2 separate regions of the Danio rerio genome follow, and region 2 is linked to region 1. Evidence: chromatin contacts called from public HiCAR-type data. All regions are on one chromosome and are shown on one strand. Each heading gives the region's core, a stretch centred on a gene start, on an enhancer-like site or on the middle of the called end of the contact. The rest is flanking DNA. Distances are from core to core; before and after follow the strand shown. Region 1 overlaps plxna2 (plexin A2). Region 2 overlaps plxna2 (plexin A2).

Region 1 (5,559 bases), core at 2,625-5,124:
ATTAGGAAATCATTTAGCTGAGCACCAATTCCAAAAAAAAAAACCCCGGAACATACACCAGAATGAATGAGGAAACGTATTTTAAGTGTTGTCATAAAAACTTTACATTTACATAAAAATGTACGATTGTTAAAAGGAGATGTGTCCTTAAACTCCAGCCCCAACCCTAATTGGGGGATGAACAAATCGTACTATGAATGAGACTGTACAAAATATACAAATTCGCCACTAAATCAAAACAGTTAAGAATTACCGTGAGACAGCGTTGGCATGACTGTCATAATCATAATCACATAAGAAATGTAAGGACACGTTTTTCTATGTTGTGTTTTTTATGTTGTGTTGTGGTTCTACTGCTCTGCTGTCTGAAGTATGATTATCATTCTTCAGCCTGCTGTTTTATGGAGTTTTGATGGTTGTAAGAGAGGAAATGATTCAAAATAACAAACCCGAGTGGTTGAGTCATGCCTGAATTCACTGCCACTAAACGTTAGCTTTAATGCGAATGGTATTCTAGAGTACTGGATGTTGCTGTACAAAGTATGTGCAATACAATGATAAATGCTGTTTAAACATCTTCAGCATCATGTATTATGCATTTATAAATAAATGTATACATTCAATTAAATTATCCAATTTTCATATATCACCCAGCTAATTTAAAATATTAATTAAGTAATAGATTTAAGAATTGTATTCAGTATTTCGTATATTACTTATTTAAATAATAGATTTAAGAAATAACTGTAAATATTAAATTCTTAATTTAAAAATTACTTATTATTATTATTATTATTATTATTATTATTATTATTTTATTTTATTATTATTATTATTCAATAATTGTTCTTTCAAAAATTGAGGAAATAATATATTTAATGTATTAATGTTCAAACATTATTTAACAAGATAATAAATTAATTATAAAAGTAAAAAAATATATATTTAGGTAGAATTGTTTTCATAATTACAAAAGAAAAGAAGTTATATCCAATTAAATGTTGTAAAACTACATATATTTTATCACTTATTTGAAAACTGCATTCATTTTAAATCAATTTGTTCTAAAACCGCAGTTGTCATTTCTTACTGGCGCTTATATTATGTTATATTATATTATATTATATTATATTATATTATATTATATTATATTATATTATGTTATATTATGTTATATTATATTATATTATATTATATTATATTATATTATATTATATTATATTATATTATATTATATTATATTATATTATATTGTATTATATTATATTATATTATATTATATTTCACTTTGGATATTTTACATATTATTCTATGCACTTTGAATGCATAAGAAAAATGTAGTTTATTTATTTGACAGGAGGCTTGAAAAAATTGACTAAATGGAAATATGATAAATACATATACACAACATTATAATTCTTTACATAAAATTACTGAAGGCAAAAGCAAAGGCGACATAATCCAACAAACTAATAGACTATTTGTGCAAACACTGCTGTTTTGTTTTTAACCACTTTTTAAGAAAACGACTAAAATATTTATATTACTTTCTGATTTTAGACTAACAGGTAAATAATTTCACAGTTTGGCTCCCTTTACAAAGAAAACAGATTGACCAAAAGAGGTCTTACACTTTGTCACTAGACAGTCACCATTAGCAGTTGCCCGTGTGACTCTGTGAGAGGTTTGATGCCGACTGATTAAATCAGAAAATAGGATTGGAACATGATTATTAAAACATTTAAAAACCAATTTAAGATAACTACATTTGATAAAACTATCAAAACTAAAAAGGTTATGTTTACATAAAACTTCACATGATGCCACCGCATAGGCTTTAAGTCCATAACTTTAAATGCTTGTTTATATTTTGGGTCAATAGGCCTTAATGTAGTTAAAGAGGCTTGTGTCCATGATGTAATGCAATATGTCAAGTGAGAGAGTGTGTGTCAGTGTGTGCATGTATAATTTTGTAGCTTAATATGTTAAAAACCTTCTAATAAAATGAAAACAGTTTAGACTTGGCTTAATATTCTTACTTAAATTTTTAACATGACTATCAAATTTTAAATTAATATCTAGAGTTATGCCAAAGATACTTAAATTCATTCACTTCTTCAATAACTTTATTTTTAATCAGCACCTCAAATGTATCCCGTACAGGCCTATTTTTTTATAGAGAAGCAATAGAAACTGTTTTATTGACATTCAACGTTAAATAAGACAGCTCAAGCCATCTTTAAATATTTTGTAAAGCCCTGCACGGTGTTTTAGCTGACACATAGATGACTGTATCATCTGAATATAACTGGCCGTTAATCCCAGGTCAGCAATCTGGAAGATCATTTATGTACATTGTAAACAACAATAAGCCAAGAACAGACCCTTGAGGTACTCCCATATTGCTAGAACTCACAGATGACTTCACTCCATTGACCCACACACATTGCTGTCTCCCACCCAAATAAGACCCAAACCACTGTAAAGGTCAGACCTTTAATAGTTAAGAATAATGCTCTGATCTGTATCTTAAATAACATTAATAATTAAAATAATAAATAACTTAAATATACATTTGACCACCCCTATAATGGTTCATACCATTGTGAATGCAAGTTTGCGACAAAAGTATGAATTAATCGCTTTGAAACTGGCAAATGTAGAGCACCAGCAGACAGCGTAAGTGTTCACAAAACATGTTTCTTGTAAAATAGACGTTTGTACTGTAGGTGTCTATAAAACTAATTGCAGACTTTGCATTTTATTACACACTTGCTTACATGGAAGTTTAACAGTAAAATAAAAAAAATACAGTTGAAGTCAGAATTATTAGCCCCCCTGAATTATCAGACCCCCCCCCATTTCTGTTTAACGGAATGACAATTTTTTTCAACACATTACTAAACATAATAATAAAAGTTTTAATAACTAATTTCTAATAACTGATTTATTTTCTCTTTGCCATGATGACAGTAAATAATATTTTACTAGATATTTTACGTGACTCTTCTATACAGCTTAAAGTGACATTTAAAGGCTTAGGGGCTAATAATTATGTCACTAAAATGGTTTTTAAAAAATCATACTGCTTTTATTCTAGCTGAAATTAAACAAATAAGACTTTCTCCAGAAGATAAAACATTATCAGACATACTGTGAAAATTTCTTTGCTCTGTTCAACATAATTTGGGAAATATTTAAAAAAAATAATAATAATAAAATCAAAGGGGGGCTAATAATTATGACCAGTCTTTTATATCACAAATGTCATTGAGAACCACTCAATATCCCTCAAAACACTAAACATAGTAACACATTTGATTCATAAATTTGATGTAATTGAATTAAATATACAAATTTGGCTAACTGAGGCATATTACCGAACCTAATCGAAAAACTTGACCCCCCCTTTCGTCAATGTATAATTTGCACCCTGAGTGTGAGTACAGTATATCAGAGAGAGAGACAGAGTGAGAGAGAGAGAGAGAGAGAGAGAGAGAGAGAGAGAGAGAGAGAGGGAGAGAGATTGAGAGAAAAAAATAATGTTTCCCCACAGCACGGATCAAACCCTGATCCCGCTGTGAAGATCGGCTCCCTCCTGCAACGCCCAACACAACCAATGCAAACAAGACCCAAACACCAAACACTCATATTGCATAACGCTAAATATGCTTACATTCAAGCCTTAAACACTAAAGACTCTCCTCCTCCCTCCCTCTTTCTCCCTATAATGAGCTCAATCCTGAAAGCGATTATGGTTCGGCTGGAATGATCTCCGCTGGATCACTGATATTAAAACAGCCTTTGACCTCAATAGATTTCAGCCAATCAGATCATCTGCAGGATTAGTGTTCTCCACGGGGCCCGAGGAGATTACGTCTCCTAAATCTGACAGCAAAACTTCAGACTGTTTGTGTCTCAAGATGGTGACGTCTGCGGGTCATATGCCAGGTATAGACAGATATCAGACAGATGCTGTTTGCCTCAATAGTGTAAACACAGCAGATTTAGTGCTGCCTCATATGCTCAAACACTGTGTCTCTCGCTCTTTTTGTTTTTTTCTCTCTCTCTCTCAATCACATGGCGTGCAGCAGCTGGCGATAATTAGAGGGATTTTTTAGCAGATCACACTGTTCTGAAGTGAGGTAAAAACGAAGAGAGAGACACCACATCATTTCTAAAGCTTGGCTCGCACTGAGCAGTTTGGGCCATGATTTGGTCGTCTGAGGCCAATTTTGGAAATTCCAAAAGATTTTTATTATTCTAGATTAAATCTTTGGTCTTTGATCATTTGATTGGCGATTAAAGGCCATTGAGATCTAATTTTCTCTCTGAAATTCTGGCAGTGTGACTTCTTCATGATGAGCATCAAACCAAGAACCAATATCTTGTTATGTGTTTTGTTTTTGAATTTGAAATCAGTTTTTTAGAATAGGAGGTTTTGGAGTGTTTAGCCACTCTTGTCATTTTTGTTTATTTGGTGTATTATGTTTATCTTGGTATTAGCTTTGGAGTATATGTAGGCCCACACGGAATCTGCAGGCAGAATTCTGGAGATTTTTAGCCCATAATTGATTCTGTCTTTTTACTTTTGTAAATGTGTGTAAAATTATATTTAGTCAGTTTTTAAATTAATATTAGTAATATTATTGTCTAATATGAAAATATTTATATGATTTATTTACAATAAAGTTTGTAAAGTATTATTTTCTGTCTTTTAGTGGATATATTATATAAGAGACTTATTTGTTTACTAAATAAATGGATGTAATTGGGTTTGCATTGTAAACATTAAATACAAGTTAAAAAGGTATTATTTTTATTTCATCTATTAAGGTTTTAGTTATGATACTCCAAAAATCATTCCGCATAAATCCGCAGGTTTTAACACAATTCTGCGCAGAAATAGCAAAAATGTCCGCAGATTTCGTCTGGCCCTATGTATTTATTTACATGACAAAGATTCCAGTGTATAGGCTATTATTCTTTATTTTGTCATTTTTGTTTTGTTAATTTCTTTGACTTGAGCTTGCTACTTAGCACTACTTTTGCACTATATATATTTTTAGAAACAAGCAAATCAAACACAGATGATTAAAGCAATGTAATAAAGTTATCAGATTGAATTGTTTTTTTTAAGAAGTAATGCAAGATTGTAATATATTACTAATAAAAGTAACTTTTTTCAACACCTGACACAAGAAATTTAATGTAGTATTTTAATAAATAAAATGTATTTTTAAATAAATTTAAATACATTTGAAATGTATTATTTAATGTAATAAATTATTATTATTTTTATGGTATTCCTTAAAGATTTTTTTTAAATTATCTTTAACACATTGAATTTAAAACTTTACACATATAATTTTTAATTATTATTTTACATTTTAAAGACAAGCGAATTATGAACGTTTATACATCAAAACAATAAACATATATCCACTTTTATATAAGGTTGTTTTACGTGCAGAAATTGTGCCACATGTCAGAATGTAGTAACATGTAAGAATATAGTAAAATGCAAGGAATTTTTAAATACAGCAACAGGTAAAAATA
Region 2 (5,862 bases), core at 47-2,546, 210 kb after region 1:
ACATTTCAATAATATTTTAGCTACTTTATAAATAAAATTAGATAAAACATCATAAACATATACACACATACATTTTGTATACCACATATATTAACCACACTCCGCTTACCATTAGTTTGCTATAAGAGAATGATGCACAAAATGAAATCCCTCTACTTATTATTCCATTTCAGTAGGATGTGCATCAAAAGTCTTAGCAACTTCAGAGGGACATTAAGCATTATCACAGCAACCTATCAACAAAAGTTAAGTTTAACTTATTAATTAATATATACATTTTTTTTTATTTTTTTTATTTTATTAAGCTTATTTTGAAATCTAGCTTATCAACTTTACAAAAAACTATTAGTAATGTTTATTTTTTTTATGAAGAAGGTGCAAAACAACCAAAAAAATAATTCCAACTGCACAACATGAAGTGATTAATAAATAGTACAAATGTGAAGCAAATTCACTTTTTAGCTATCTCTGTTGAAAAGATGCATGCATTATAAATATGCAGATATTGTTCAGATATCTCAAAGATATCCTTTAGTCATAAACTCAATTAGAAACATGCTAAAAATGCAAATATGTTAAATATGACATATTTACTGTAGTTGATTAGTTTGTAGTGTATTAGTGCCTGATAACTTTCTAGCAACTTGTGTTCTATATTTTTTTTCCATTATTTTCTCCCCCATTGGGATTATTATAATATTTGTAAATCTTGTGAAAATTCCATATGGAGAACATAAATATAGTTTTTTTTTTACTATTAAAAGCAAAGTCTTTTCAAGTCTTTTTTCTTCTTTAAACATGCTGGACATGTTTAACCACTGATGTACTATATTTTTCGGATTTCAGCATGAAACAGCATTCTGAAAAGTTTAAATCATTTTAATTTAGTTATAGTGTCTCATAACCCCCATTCCACTGGCTGCATGTCTAAATGTAAAAATGTTAATTGTTGTATTTAAAACTGTAGTTTCTTGTTCAAAAAATACATAATTGCTTATTCTTGGCAAAACATTTATATCTAAAAATCAGAAACATGACTCTACTCTAAACAATGGTGTCTTATTAAAGGCATAAGTGAGCAAATAATTTGAACTATTTTTATGGGAATAAAAACACAGCATTTAAGCACGCACCAGCATCAGCCCACATTCCACAGGCTGCAGTTATTCAAGCTCAAGTCGATGAAAAGGAAACATTTGACTTTGGCCATTTGAAGTCAGCAGTGACAGATGTGTATGAATGGAGACTGCAGCTGTGTACCGGAGAACACATGTCCCGTGTTAAAACCACTGCGCGGCTTGACTCAAGGTTGAGCTCAAGTGCCAGCCTTGGAACGAATGCTATAATTGGTACAATCCATGAAACATTATCCCTGTCTGACCTTGGCTGTGGTCTTACAATCTGAGCCTAATTACTAATGATTGCTGGACTCTGAGGTGCAGTGAACGTGCCCAAATCAGGTCCGGCTTCCAGATGGTGAAAAAGTAAAATGGATCTGAAATATTTCAGAAGACTCAATTAAAACTGTCGATTATGTTTGCAGCAGATTATTAGGGTAACGACAAGTGGAAGTACTAAAAAAAATGGGTCTGTTTTCACTTTTCACTGTACATAGAAATACAAAACTGCAAATATACGGGTTTTCATGTTTTAAAGTTGCATATGGATTTATAAATGATACTGTTGAAAATTTGGGGGCTGTATTGTGTTTATTTCTTAAGACTTCAAGATTTTTATTTAACCTATGCTTTAAATGTATGAAGCCAATAGGACTTTTTGAAAATTGTATTTTTGAAATTCTAGTTAAATAGTATTTGAAATTAAACGCAATTTATTTTCTTGTTATTTATCACAGACTTCTTTTGATTTTTCCCCGAAAATTACTTGAAAGCTGAAACTTGTTTATAACAATGACAACTAGAAATGTTTGTTTATTAAATAAAAATAAAAATTACCTGACAAAACAAACTAAATAAAATATATAATAAAATAAATATATAAAATAAAACAAAATAAAACAAAATAAAATTAATAAATAAAACAAATTTTATTAATAAATTACATTTTGGATACCTTTACAAATAAAACAAAATACAATATTCAATGTTAAACATTTAAAAAAATATTTAATTATATTAAAATTAATTTATAATAAAATTGCAATAATATTTTTATTCATTTAGCTACTTTATAAATATTGTTGGTTAATATTATCATAAACATATACACACACAGATTTTGTATACCATAAGTATTTTCCTACTAATTTATCCTATGTAATTTTTTACAATAATATTATCTTCAATTGATGTAAATGGCTTAAAGTTTCTTCAGACTGTATATATAAGCAATTTCACACAAGTAGCAGTGCAATGTGGCTGTATTTTCGCACTGGTGGGAGGCAGCTCAAAGAGCAGCAGAAACTTAAATTTAGAGTTAATATTTGAATGATTCTCTAGCGTAATGTCTAATGTGATGACAAAACAGGTTATTTTGCTTACATTTTAAGATTATAAGGTCTACAGAGTTACATCAATCTACAGAGATATCTCCCAGCATTTCTCTGTTGCAATCGGAAGATCGCAATAATTATCCCCGAAAAACTCAAGCAATGCAAACACTAACAGATTACTGTTGTGTTTGCGATAAGGAAAAAAAAACTCTAAACACATGCAGGCTTTTATTTTTTCTTTCTTTTTACTGAACTAGTCTGCCTTACCGAAAACAGGAGAAGCATTAGAAACAAACAGATGGCCAACCAAATAACAACTTAGGGTTTTACATAGAGTGGTCAACACAAAATACATACATTCCTGATTTGCGAGTCCTATCTCACACTCAATTCATTACAATTATATGGTATAAATACACCACTACAACATACAAAAAAAAAAAGATCGACTTGGAAAGTCACTTACCTGTTTAATAATGATATGATCAGCTGTAGTTATCTGTTTATAGGGCTTATTATGCAGACTCTGTCACCATCCTGTGGATAAACAATGTCAACTGTCTTTGCTCTGCTCAAAGACAGGCTCATGGCCACTGACGTGCTGTCTCTCAGAAATGAAAATGCATAATGCATTAACAACTACATTAACAACAAAAAAAGGTCAGAGAGAACATGCAAACTCCACACAGAAACGCCAACTGAGCCGAGGTTCGAACCAGCGACCCAGCGACCTTCTTGCTGTGAGGCGACAGCACTACCTACTTCGCCACTGCCTCAACGGTAGACAGAACAGTTGTATACATTTAAATGTTCTATATCTCATTGTGTCATTTTATTTGATGGATGTGTTTCCTGCTCTTGATGCTGGTATCTAAAGCCTGCCCTTGTACAGCAGTGTCCACTAAACCTCCCTCTCCTCTTTGTCCTCGCTGACCGAATAATCTTATGCAGCGGATGCAAATCGATTGGCCCATAACTCACACGCACCTCTGCTGTCAAGGGTCTCCATTTAACCCCTGGGATTCTGCCACATAAGAGTTTGTCTATGTACGGGCACATGGCTTCATGCCAGCTGCCCGGCTCGACAAGCTCGACACTGCAGCGAACAGACAAACAAAAGTGTGAGTCATTGCTCAGTCTGGTGACAGTTTTCTGCTGCCATGATGTGCCGCTCGCCAGGCATTCGCTGACAGACAGATTCAAACCCCCTTAAAATAGGTGTCCTTTAAAGGTGCAGTAGGTGATCTGCCAAAATGCTAACCGCTTAGCATATTATCTTTGGACGGCGGGAAGGGACTGTGATTCAAAGCCACACCCCCTGAAATTGCGAGTGTGCGCACCGCGTCACAACCAAGCGGCAACCTCCCGCTCTCCCTCTGGAAGCCAATACGGAAGTAACTAAAACTGCAATTCATCCGAAATTCCGCTAGTCGTGGCCGCTCCTGGCTCCAAAACAGAGCAAATTTCAATTGAGCCCACTGTTAGAATGGCCAACTTTACAGCAGAAAAAAAGGTGTTTACAGCCTGGTACAAAAAAAGATTTTGGTTAATACAGCTAATATTACCCTTCATGACAACTGTGAGGGGGGTGAATTTTTTTATAACTCATCTGTTTCCTTTATATTAAGTTATATTAATTTTGCATAATTAAGGGAGTGGCCACTTGAGTGACAGCTAAGACTCACTGGTCGCCGTCACGTCACCTCAGCTGAATCCAGCAGATTAGCCACTGAACTCGGCATATTTATCATATTTCTGTGTTGTTTTATGTGGCTTTACACAGTCAACTGCCTTTTGGACTTGTTTCCTACAATTATTAGATGGCATGGCATGCTGAGTGAACTTAATTGTGCTCACAAACCATTCACGTGGCCTCCGTTTCCCATGTGAGTAAAGTTATATACTTATATACCATCTCTATACATTTATTTGTTTTATTTAAGATCATTTATCATTTTTATTTATATTTAGAGCTGTAATGCACTCCAGAATCTGACGGATTGATTAGCTGTAGGCTCTAGAACAGTCATCTGAAGTGTTGTCATACAGTGTTATGCTGGATTTCATTAATAGTCTTACATTAACTAACAGACTATATCTGAAGTGTTTGGAAGTAATTCGCGTTTTCCTCCTGTTGAAAAACGTCATAAGAACAATGTTTAGTGGCTAAGTGTATTACTACAGTGTTTTTAAAAGTCTAAACACTTTATTGAAATAGTGTACAACCAAGCACAAGTGGTCAGAACACAAACGAGTCACAGGTGATAAAGTATTAAGCGTTCTCCCAAAGTAAAGTGTGTCTGAATCAGGTCCAAGCAAACTGTGCAGGTGTCTGTAGCTCCGCTCACTCTCCGCCTCTTTGCCCTTGTTTGGTATCCCGCCGTGGGTGTGATGACGCGAAAACAAAATGGCGACGGTTGGCCGCGCCTACTTGTGGCTTCTTTTGCGCTCTTTAGAAACCTATGGGTGACGTCACGGATACTACGTCCATATATTTTACAGTCTATGGTCACAACAGCAGACAGACAACCTACTAATTCATGTCATTCGCCAGTTAGTTAGTGCCAGCGCCGTGCAGGAATTACATTTATTACTTAGCCACACTTACATGCTATTTCAGAGCGAATATTCAGAGTAGCATGGTAAACAGTATAGGAAGGCTGTCATTGTTCAAAAATGACCCAATGTGAATATAAAGTAAACTTCAGCTCGATAAATCTATCTATAAATCATTATCGATGCTGTATTATGAAACTGAAAATAACCACATAAATCTTTCATCGGGAGATTTCAGTGGCTGAACAACACGTCTGTGCATATAAGTCATTCATAACAGAACACAATCTAACATAAGCTTAACCTGACTAAAATAGTTTTAAAACATTACCTGTCTAACAGTAATACTTCAGCCATGGTGTAAAGTAACTCCAATATTGATTCAGGTTTTAAAAAGTTTCAATTCAGCATTTAAGTTCTCCCGGTCCGTCTCGTGACCGCGCGGCTTATGCGTGCTTATGCAAACGGGCAAGCATGAATGGCGGATCTAAGTGAACAGATGCGCAGAAGTCCAAATCTGCATTTGCTGACAGACAGTCTGACCTGCTTATCGGAATTATGGGAGATGTCGGTCCAACTCTATTTAATTGGATGAACAATTTTATGTTTTATGCCTTACCCAGAATATAAAAATACATATAAACACATTTAGATCATTTACTGTAATCATTACTATTGGACTGTGAAGAGACTTTCAACCAGCACAACAAAAAATGTTTCGGAAGACAATCACCTACTGCACCTTTAAGTATATTAATAAATATACCACACTGTTAGTTCATGTTAACTAACACATTCAACTACATTAGTAATGCAGAGCAACATTACTGTAGCTACTTCTACCAATAATAGGG

The links. HiCAR-type assays count read pairs that join an accessible place to other places.
Region 2: a contact with region 1 is called in a HiCAR-type map of caudal fin, with 11 times the contacts expected there. The contact joins two enhancer-like sites. A contact is called at or near these places in 4 of 18 Hi-C or Micro-C datasets (caudal fin, embryo, hematopoietic stem cells and 1 more) and 3 of 4 datasets of contacts at active chromatin or transcription factors (caudal fin, embryo and gastrula embryo).

Annotation. Positions count from the first base shown.
Region 1 is chr23:35,679,722-35,685,280 of GRCz12tu, forward strand. All of the region lies in intron 12 of plxna2 (plexin A2), which reads right to left. Among named protein-coding and RNA genes, the nearest start is that of cd34, 240 kb to the left of the region's middle. Within about 2 kb of position 3,875, at least 4 of the 62 cell types and tissues checked have an H3K27ac peak or open chromatin away from gene starts, as enhancers often do.
Region 2 is chr23:35,894,090-35,899,951 of GRCz12tu, forward strand. All of the region lies in intron 8 of plxna2 (plexin A2), which reads right to left. Among named protein-coding and RNA genes, the nearest start is that of dre-mir-205, 340 kb to the right of the region's middle. Within about 2 kb of position 1,297, at least 4 of the 62 cell types and tissues checked have an H3K27ac peak or open chromatin away from gene starts, as enhancers often do.